2 separate regions of the Sus scrofa genome follow, and region 1 is linked to region 2. A link is a contact called in public HiChIP or PLAC-seq data. All regions are on one chromosome and are shown on one strand. Each heading gives the region's core, a stretch centred on a gene start, on an enhancer-like site or on the middle of the called end of the contact. The rest is flanking DNA. Distances are from core to core; before and after follow the strand shown.

What was found. HiChIP or PLAC-seq counts read pairs in DNA pulled down with a chosen protein or histone mark.
Region 1: a contact with region 2 is called in an H3K27ac HiChIP or PLAC-seq map of alveolar macrophages. The contact joins the enhancer-like site here to the promoter of CEP192 in region 2. A contact is called at or near these places in 1 of 5 promoter capture datasets (fetal liver), 15 of 47 Hi-C or Micro-C datasets (adipose tissue, blood, brain and 7 more) and 2 of 2 datasets of contacts at active chromatin or transcription factors (alveolar macrophages and skeletal muscle).

Annotation. Positions count from the first base shown.
Region 1 is chr6:96,857,743-96,863,061 of Sscrofa11.1, forward strand. No RefSeq gene overlaps it. Among named protein-coding and RNA genes, the nearest start is that of CEP76, 33 kb to the right of the region's middle. Within about 2 kb of position 1,814, at least 3 of the 83 cell types and tissues checked have an H3K27ac peak or open chromatin away from gene starts, as enhancers often do. A contact at or near this core is called in alveolar macrophages, where this site is marked.
Region 2 is chr6:96,730,400-96,735,320 of Sscrofa11.1, forward strand. It overlaps CEP192 (centrosomal protein of 192 kDa), which reads right to left and starts at 3,401. Exons shown (of 54, transcript XM_021096019.1): 1 at 3,132-3,401. The coding sequence starts at 3,242.

The DNA.
Region 1 (5,319 bases), core at 564-3,063, 130 kb after region 2:
TCTATTTTTAACTTTTTTTTTCTTTTTGCTGCACCCATGGTATATGAAAGTTCCCAGGCCAGGGACCTACACTTCAGCTGGAGCAATGCCAGATCCTTAAGCTGCTGTGCCACAGCCGGAACTCCCTATTTATAATTTTTTTAATGACCTCCCAGTCTGTTTTACACACCACTTGTACTATTTTACATTTCTCCCAAGAGTGCTCAAGTGTTCCAGTGTCAGCATCCTAACCAACACATGATTTTCTGCTTTTTTCTTTAAGGTAGGCATCCTAGTGAGTGGGAAATGATACCTTTGATTTGTATCTCCCCAGTGTTGAGCATCTTTTCATGTGCTGTTTGGCCATTTGGATCTTACTTTGCCCCAATCTTTTTGCTTTCTGTTCCACAGACCCAGGATTTAGTTGTCCTGTCGTGAAGTTCGCTGATTCTTCTGCTTATTCAAATATGCCCCTGAATCCCTGTAGTGAAATTTTCATTTCAGTTATTTTACTTTTCAGCTGGAGAATTTCTTCTTGGTTTCTTTCAGGTTCTTCTCTATCCATTTTGTTCCTGCATCATTTTCTTGACTTCACATCTTTTCATTCCTTGGCATCTTTAGGACAGTTGTTTTAAAGACTTTGTCAAGTGGATCTGCCATCCAGGTTCTTTGTTGAAAACTAGACATTTGAATCTAATAATGCAGTACATCTGGAAATCAGAATCTCTCCCTCCCCCCATCTTCAGGACTTTCATTTTCTTTCTTTCCTTTTTTTTTTTTTTTTTTTTTTTTTTTTGCTTTTTGGAGCCACACCAGTGGCATATGGAAGTTCCCGACCTAGGGGTCAAATCAGATCTGCAGCTGCTGGCCACAGCCACAGCCTCAGCAACGCCAGATCTGAGCCACGTCTGTGACCTACACCACAGCTCACAGCAATACCAGCCCTTAACCCACTGAGCAAGGCCAGGGATTGAACCCACATTCTCCTGGATCTTAGTCACGTTCATTATCGCTGAGCCATGACAGAAACTCCAGGATTTTCATTTTCTTTTCTTCTCTATCCTTTTTTCCTCTCTCTCTTTCTCTCTCCATCCCTTCCTTATTTTTGATTGTTGTAGGCTGTCTCTGTGCCACAGATCAGCCTGAGGTGTAAATTGAGGTCATTTCAGGTCTTTTTTTAGCCCATGCCTTTCTCTTTGCACGATGGTGATTTGTTAATTTCCCCCATATATGTGGTTGCTTCTGATCGACCTAGACTTTAATGTTTGGTTCCCAAAAGGAAAGAGTAAAATGAAGGGGAAACAAATGGCACCAGCCCTTTAAATCCCCTCAAATTCACTTGCAGTAACAGAGGAATATGCAAAAACTTGACCATCCACCTGTTTGTGTGCATCTCTGTGATCAGAAGAAGCAATCATTGGTCAGAGCACATCAGTGGTATTTGGCAGAGAGGGTTTTTTTCCCACCCTGGATCCTGCAAGCTGCACCAATTTACATTCCCACCAATAGTAAAGGAAAATTCCCCTTTCTCCACACCCTCTGTAGCATTTATTATTTGTAGACTTTTTGATGATGGACATTCTGACCAGAGTGAGGTAATGTCTGCTGTCTTTTTTTTTTTTTTTTTTTTTCTTCTCTGTTTGTTTTGTCTTTTAAGGCAGCACCCACAGCATATGGAAGTTCCCAGGCTAGGGGTCGAATCGGAGCCACAGCTGCAGGCCTACGTCAGAGATACAGCAACAACTTGGGATCCAAGCCACATCTGCAACCTACACCACAGCTCCCAGCAATGCCAGATCCTTAATCTGCTGAATGAGGCCAGGGATCAAACCCACGTGCTCACGGATACTAGTCAGCTTCCCCATTACCACTGCACCACAACGGAAAGTCCCTCAGTCGTAATTGCTTCAAATATTTATTTCCCTTTTTCTCTTACTTCACCTTCTGGTATTCCCATTTTGCATATCTTATACCCTTATACCTCTTGTAGTTGTCTCACATTTCTTGGATTTTCTTTCTTTCTTTCTTTCTTTTTTTCTTTTTTTCTTTTTTTTTTGCCTTTTCTGGGGCCGCACCTGTGGCATATGGGTTCCCAGGCTAGGGGTCGAATCGGAGCTGTAGCCACCGGCCTATGCCAGAGCCACAGCAATGCCAGATCTGAGCCTCGTCTGCAAACTACACCACAGCTCATGGCCAGGGATCGAACCCACAACCTCATGGCTCCTAGTCGGATTCATTAACCACTGTGCCACACCGGGAACTCCTGGATTTCCTTAAAAAAATTTTTTTTTCCATGGCTCAGCAGAAACAAATCTGACTAGTATCCATTAGTTCAATCCCTGGCCTCACTCAGTAGGTTGAGGATCCGGCATTGCCATGAACTGTGGTGTAGGTCATAGACGTGGCTCGGATCCCGCATTGCTGTGGCTGTGGTATAGCCCGGCAGCTGTAACTCTGATTCGACCCTAGCCTGGGAACCTCCATAGCCACAGGTGTGGCTCTGAAAAAGACAAAAAATTTAGGGGGGCCACACTGGCTGCATGCGGAACTTCCCAGGCCAGGGATGGAACCTGCACCACAGCAGCAGCACAAGGCACTGCAATGACAATGCTAGAGATCCTTAACCCACTGCACCACCAGGGAACTCCATTAAAACTTGTTTTCATTGAAGTGTAGTTGACATACAATTTTATATTAGTTTGAGATGTACAACATGGTGATTTGACATTTATATGCACTACAAATTGGTCATCATGGTAAGTCTAATAACCATTAGTCATCATACAGAGTTATTACATTATTGACTGTATTCCCTGTGCTGTACATGACATCACTATGACATTTGTTTTTTAACTAGAAGTTTATACTTTTTTTCCTGTCTTTTGTCTTTTGAGGCCCGCACCTGCAGCATGTGGAGGTTCCCAGGTTAGGGGTCTAGTTGGAGCTGTAGCCACCGGCCTATGCCAGAGCCACAGCAATGCCAGATCTGAGCCTCATCTGCAAACTACACCACAGCTCTCGGCAACGCTGAATCCTTAACCCACTGAGCAAGGCCAGAGATCGAACCCACAACCTCATGGTTCCTAGTCGGATTTGTTAACCACTGAGCCACGACAGGAACTCCTAGAGCCCTTGTCTTCATCCTAGTTGTTTTAAATTCGCAGTCTGGTCATTTCAACATCCCTTCCACGTCTGGTTCTAAAGCTGGCTCTGTCTCTTCAAATTATGTGTTTTGCCTTTGGTGTGCTTTCTAATTTCCCTTTACAACAGGATGTGATGTTCTGGGTAAAGGAACTGCGATAAAGAAGCCTGTAGTGGTGGGATGAGGGGATGAGGGGTAGGGAGGCATCCCAACTATGGTGAGCCTGTGCCCTGGGCTGTGTCCTTCACAAGTGGTCCTTGTTCCCCGCCCCCTGACCTCACACTGTTAGGAAAGATGAGACGGCTGCCATGGGCTGGGGTTGTATACTTCCCTTCTTCTGGGTAGAGGAGGCTCTGATAAAACCCCAGCGGATTCGGCTCTGGGAAGAGTTTCTACTGAGGTCAGACCTTGTTCAGAAGGACAGAGGGCTCTGGTGAACCCTAAAGTTGCTTTCCCCTCCCCCGGCAGAAACATGAGAGTTTTTCTCTGGTCGAGCTCCTGGAGATAAAACTCACAAGTATGTGCCCCTTCCCTCTCCCCCCTCCCCCGACCTGGGGACCTGGACCTTGTCACTGTCAGCCTTGTCCACCCCGAGCCTCCAGGAGTTGCTGTCTGGGTCTTCCTGCTGCGGGAACTTCTGCACGTGGGCTTCCAATCTGGTAAATTGTGAGTCTGTGTATCTGCCGTTTACCCTGTGACCCCACTAAAAAGAGTCGTTCATTTTTCAGTTTGTTTATCTTTTTCTTTGTTGTTAGGACACAGTGACAACATCCAAGCTCCTTACATGCTGGGCTGAAAACCAGATGTTCCCTTTGCTTTTTACTCTTTAATATTTTGTTAATGTTAGTGTCAACGATAAAACTGATGACGGAGAAACTGCAAAAAGTTGTCCTTGTTCCTTTAAGGAGGTCCTTTATGGCTACACCCCAATTCATTTTTCCAGATTCTTTTAAAGAGCTTGAACCAAAGCTACTGCTAACAAAAGGGTATTGTCAGCTAAAAACTCCCATTTAAAACGAGGCGTTCCAAAATTGTTGACACTTAAATGTCCCTCGAGAGGAGCATAGACTAAATAAATAGTTGGAGAGTCAGACTGGAACACTGGGTGTCAATGTGTCCATGATGTATTGCTTCATTAAGAAAAATAACGAGGAGTTCCCGTCGTGGCGCAGTGGTTAACGAATCCGACTAGGAACCATGAGGTTGCGGGTTCGGCCCCTGCCCTTGCTCAGTGGGTTAACGATCTGGCGTTGCCGTGAGCTGTGGTGTAGGCTGCAGACGCGGCTCGGATCCCGCGTTGCTGTGGCTCTGGCGTAGGCCGGTGGCTACAGCTCCGATTCGACCCCTAGCCTGGGAACCTCCATATGCTGCAGGAGCGGCCCAAGAAATAGCAACAACAACAACAAAAAACAAAAAAAAAAAAAAAAAAAAAGAAAAATAACGAGTTGTCCCAAAATATATATGATTCGAATACACTTTTGTATAAATAAATAAGCACCAGCACACACTCACTAGCACGCAGAAACATAAGTAGCTTTTCCATTCGTGTTAAAGGTCTGAAAGAGAAGATCACAGTATCAGGGGTGCTCCTTGGAGAAGGGCTCAGTGGGAGTGGGGTGCAGGGCAGGTGGGGACATCTGCTGACGACTATGTACTCTTCTGGTACTGGGTTCATATCATCATGTCATTTGGTTCCACTTAAATGGAACCAGAGGAGTTCCTGTCGTGGCGCAGTGGTTAACGAATCCGACTAGGAACCATGAGGTTGTGGGTTCAGTCCCTGCCCTTGCTCAGTGGGTTAAGGATCTGGCGTTGCCGTGAGCTGTGATGTAGGTTGCAGACGTGGCTCGGATCCCGCGTTGCTGTGGCTCTAGTGTAGGCCAGTGGCTACAGCTCTGATTTGACCCCTAGCCTGGGAACCTCCATATGCCGCGAGAGCGGCCCGAGAAATGGCAAAAAGACAAAAAAAAAAAAAAAAAAAAAAGGGACCAGAGATAATCCTTTGCATTAAATAAAATTTCTAGGAGTTCCTTTTGTGGCACAGCTGAAATGAATCCGACCAGGACCCATGAGTGGGTGGGTTCGATCCCTGGCCTCACTCAGTGGGTCAGGGATCCAGTGTTGCCATGAGCTGTGGTGTAGGTCACAGACATGGCTCGGATCCCCTGTTGCTGTGGCTGTGGCGTAGGCCTGCAGCT
Region 2 (4,921 bases), core at 2,151-4,650:
TAAAGATCCAGCATTGACGTGAGCTGTGGTATAGGTCGCAGACGTGTCTCAGATCTGGTGTGGCTGTGGCAAACGCTGGCAGCTCCAATTCAACCCCTAGCGTGGGAACTTCCATATGCCACATGTGAGGCTCTGAAAAGACCAAAAACAAACAAAAAAAAAACACCAGGATGACATTTTAACCTATTAAAAAATGTAACGATGAGTTACCCTCATTGGCGCAGTGGAGATGAATCCGACTAGTATCCATGAAGATGCTGGTTCAATCCCTGGCCTCACTCAGTGCGTGGGGAATCCAGTGTTGCCGTGAGCTGTGGTATAGTTTCCAGACACAGCTTGGATCCCACGTTGCTGTGGCTGTGGCATAGGCCAGCAGCTGTAGCCAATTTCAACCCCTAGCCTGGGAACTTTCCATATGCCACGTGTGTGGCCCTAAAAAGCAAAAAAAAAAAGTAATGATAGGAGTTCCTGTCGTGGCTCAGCAGAAACAAACCTGACTAGTATTCATGAGGACTTGAGTTCGATCCCTGGCCTTGCTCAGTGGGTTAAGGATCTGGCACTGCCGTAAGGTGTGGTGTAGGTCACAGACACAGCTCAGATCTGGCATTGCATGGCTGCAGGATTCAGCACTGTCACTGCAGTGGCTCAGGTCACTCCAGTGACATAGGTTCAATCCCTGGCCTGGGAGCTTCACATTCTTTGGGTAGGGCACCAAAACAAAAAACAAACAAAAAAACCATTTTAAATAAAAATAGAATTGCGGAGTTCCCGTCGTGGCGCAGTGGTTAACGAACCCGACTAGGAACCATGAGGTTGTAGGTTCGGTCCCTGCCCTTGCTCAGTGGGTTGACGATCCGGCGTTGCCGTGAGCTGTGGTGTAGGTTGCAGACGCGGCTCGGATCCCGCGTTGCTGTGGCTCTGGCGTAGGCCAGTGGCTACAGCTCTGATTAGACCCCTAGCCCGGGAACCTCCATATGCCGCGGGAGCGGCCCAAAGAAATAGCAAAAAAAAAAAAAAAAAAAAAAAAATAGAATTGCCCCAGAGTTCCTGTTGTGGCGCATGGGAAATGCATCCGACTAGGAACCATGAGGTTGCAGGTTTGATCCTGACCTCGCTCAGTGGGTTAAGGATCTGGTGTTGCGGTGAGCTGTGATGTAGGTCGCCAACATGGCTCGGATCTGGCATTGCTATGGCTGTGGCACAGGTTGGCAGCTGTAGCTCTGATTCGACCCCTGGCCTGGGAACCTCCATATGCCACGGGTGTGGCCCTAAAAAGCAAAAAAAAAGAATTGCCCCAAGAACACTGTATAGCACAGGGAAATCTACTTAATAGTTTGCAATAATCTATATGGGGAAAAAAATTTGAGATAAAGATAGATAGATAGATACATAGACATAAACATATACACATGTTTAACTGATTCACTTTGCTATACACCTGAAACTAATACAGCATTGTAAATGAAATATACGCCAATAAATTTTTTTTTTTTTTTTTTTAGGGCTGCGCCTGCAGCACTTGGAGGTTCCCAGGCTAGGGTTTGAATCAGAGCTGTAGCTGCAGGCCTGCACCAAAGCTCAGGGCAACGCCAGATCCTTAACCCACTGAGTGAGGCCAGGGATTGAACCTGCAACCTCATGGTTCCTAGTCGGATTCGTTTCCACTGCACCACAATGGGAACTCCTCTAATAAAAAAGATTTGCCACATGATCCTGCAATTCCACTTCTGAATCTACACCCAAAAGTGCTGAAAACAGGATCTTGAAGAGGTGTTTGTTTACCCACATTCATAGCAGCATTCATTATTCACAACTAAAATGTAGAGGAAACCCATCTCCACTAACAGATGAGTGATAAGTAAAACGTGGTGTGTACAACATTCAGCACCCGCCCCCCTTTTTCGGCTGTGTCTGGGGCAGATGGCAGTTCCAGCCAGGCCAGGGGTCAAATCCAATCCACAGGTGTGGCAATGCCAGATCCTTAACCCTCTGTACCACAGTGGGAACTCCAACAATAAGCCTTTGAAAATTTTTAAGTTTAACTTAAATATTTCCTTTACAGGAAAGCAATCATGATACATGCTACATGTATAAACTTCAAAACATTATGCTAAGTGAAATCAGGCAGTCACAAAAAAGATAAATATTTTAAGATTCCACTTATAGGAGTCCCCAGAGGAGTCAAATTCAGAGACAAAAAGCAGATAGGTGGGTGCCAAGGGCAGGGGGACTTTTGAGTGAATGTTTAATGGGCACAGTGCCAAATCAAAAGGTTCTGGAGATGGATGATGGTGACGGTAGCACAAAGATATGAACGTACTTAATACCACTGGACTGTATACTTAAAAGTGGTTGAGAATTTTGTTATATGTACTCACTACAACAAAACAACAAAAATTTGAACTGCACTGATGATGCCCGACATGGACGATAATAACACAATACTCTTCTACGTCGGTTGTAATACAAGCCCAACAAGGCAATCTACAGATTATTCTCAAAAGCTTTTAAAAGATGCACTCATTTCTCTACTGGAATGTGCCTAAGGCAATCACCGGAGAAATACAACAAGCTAAGTTAATGATGATTTTCACTGCAACACTGCTGGCGCACAAAGCTACTAGAAGACCGAGTACTCAGCGGGTAAGGAAACCTGTTCTGTTAACAGACATTAACGCTATACCCAAACGGAGGGCGGAGGGCCAGCCCCTCGCAAGCCAACTCGACAGCCGGAGGAGCGAGCTCTCACCGCGCGGCCTGTCTGCGGAAGGGCGGGGACGCCGCGAGGACAAACCCAAACGGCGCGGATGGCGACTCTGGGACCCAGGGCCCGGGTACGGGCCAGCCACAGCGCTCCCACCGAGAAGGGCTGACCCGCGCGCCCGGCGTCCCCCACGCGGGGGCGCGCACGCCGCCGTGATGCGTACAAGCACGCGCCCCCTGCGGCCTCGGGCGACGGTGATCCCACAATACCCGGGGGGAAGACAGAGGCTGCCCACCGGCCGACCTCCAGGCCTCGTGCCCAGGAGTACGCCTCACATCGGGAGGACCGAACTCTCCACGCGCCTCTCCGCTCCAATGGCGGGCCCCGCACGCTCCTGCCCCACTTCCGGGCTCGGCCCCGCGCGCACCTTGACGCTCTGGTCGCTGGAGCAGGTGGCCATCCGCCGCCCATGGAAGTCGAAAGACACATCGTGGATGAGATCCTTGTGGTCCGCCGCGATGCTGCGCGCCACAAACATGGCTGCGGCAGGCTCCTCCCGCCTCCGAGAGGGAGGCGCGGCTGCGCGCGGACCGCAGCCCACTGGGACCAGGGGCCAGGGCGCGCGCAGCGGTGCTTCCCGCGTGCTGCTTGCGCGCCCCGGGCTGCGCGGCGCCCCACCCCCGGCCCGTCATTCCCTGCGAGGCCCCGCCCCAGCCCGTCATACCCGAGGGGTCCCACCCCTACCCTATCACACCCTGCGAGGGCCCGCCTCGGCCCGTCATACCCCGCGAGCTCCGCCCCCAGCCATCCATACCCGGCGAGGCCACGCCCCCCAACCCCTTATATACCCCGCGAGGCCCCGCCCCAGTCCGTGAGACTCCCTTCCAGGCCCCGCCCCCCAGCCTCATAATCCTCAGACCTTCCCTGCCCCGGCCCTCCCTACCCCGCGAGGCCACACACCCGCCCCGCCTGTTACACTCCGCGGGCCCCGCCCCATGTCCGTCAAACCCCTGGGGGCCCGCCCCACCCCTCCCCCCGGCCGTCAAGCCCCGTGAGGGCACGCCCTGCCCACCATAACTCCGTGTGCCCCCGCGCTCAGCCCAACAGAGCCCCGTAAGGCCACGCCCCAGTCCTTCGTACCCCAAGAGATCCAGCCCAAGGTCGAGCAACCCTACGAGGCCCGCCCCGCCTCGGCTCCGCCTATTCCGCGAGGCCACGCCCTAGGCCGTTACGCTTCGCTGTCACGCCCCGGGCTCGTCACAATCAGCGGGACCCTCCTGAGCCTGTCCTTCCCCTCGGAGGCCTCACTCTTCCCCGCCCTTTGAGCTCACGGGGTCCCTTGGCCTCTTGGGACTCCCGCCACCATCTGAAGAAAGTTAACTGACTGTCGATGTGTAGAAATTGGGGAGGATGCAAAGGTTAAGACTGCTGTCAGCAGGCCTCTGTCCTGACTCAATATCCTCTGCCCCTGTTCGCTGACGCGGTGCTTGGAGCGGGTCAGGGGGGTGCACACCAGAGTGGGCAGCGCAGACGGGCGTGCGTCTGGCTGCGGCAGGGAGGCCGGACTGCTGTCTGGGAGATGCCCCCACCGGGAGGTGGGGAATGCTTGGTCTTGCTGGAAGTGCCTTCACGTGCCTGCCCCCCACCACTAAAAATGGTCAGTTTCTATTGGCGTTTCAAGAGGCAAAGCCCCAAATCCCTGAGTTGCAGGTATGAGTACTAAGAACTATTATAACTTATAAGTTCAAAGGCACTCATTTCCAAAGAAAGTACTGTCTATGAAAGTCCTATGGATTTACAGGAGCTTGTTAACTGAAGTTTAGCACTTGCCATCAGCCTCTATTGCAGCTGCCCACCCACAGTACCCCCTGACCTAAGCTCAGGGTGGAGACCAGGACTGAGGCTTCTGCGCTCTGGGAAAAGTGGATGAACAGATCTTCAGACTATTAGATATTTTTAGGGGAAGGTTTTATGAGCCCAATTATTGCATCTTCTCATATCTAGAAAAACACTGAAATTCATTCATGATGACTAATGTCTGTGACTAGTAGTAACCTTCACAAGACCAGCAGCAAACTTCTGTAAAATGTGTGCAAGGCTACATGCACCTCCCCCTTCACCTGTATGACATGTCTTGATATTCCTCCTTTCCTCTTTGGAAAGTTAGTGGACAAAACAAAAGATGTCATCTGTGAGAACAGCTACTGCCAAGGGTGG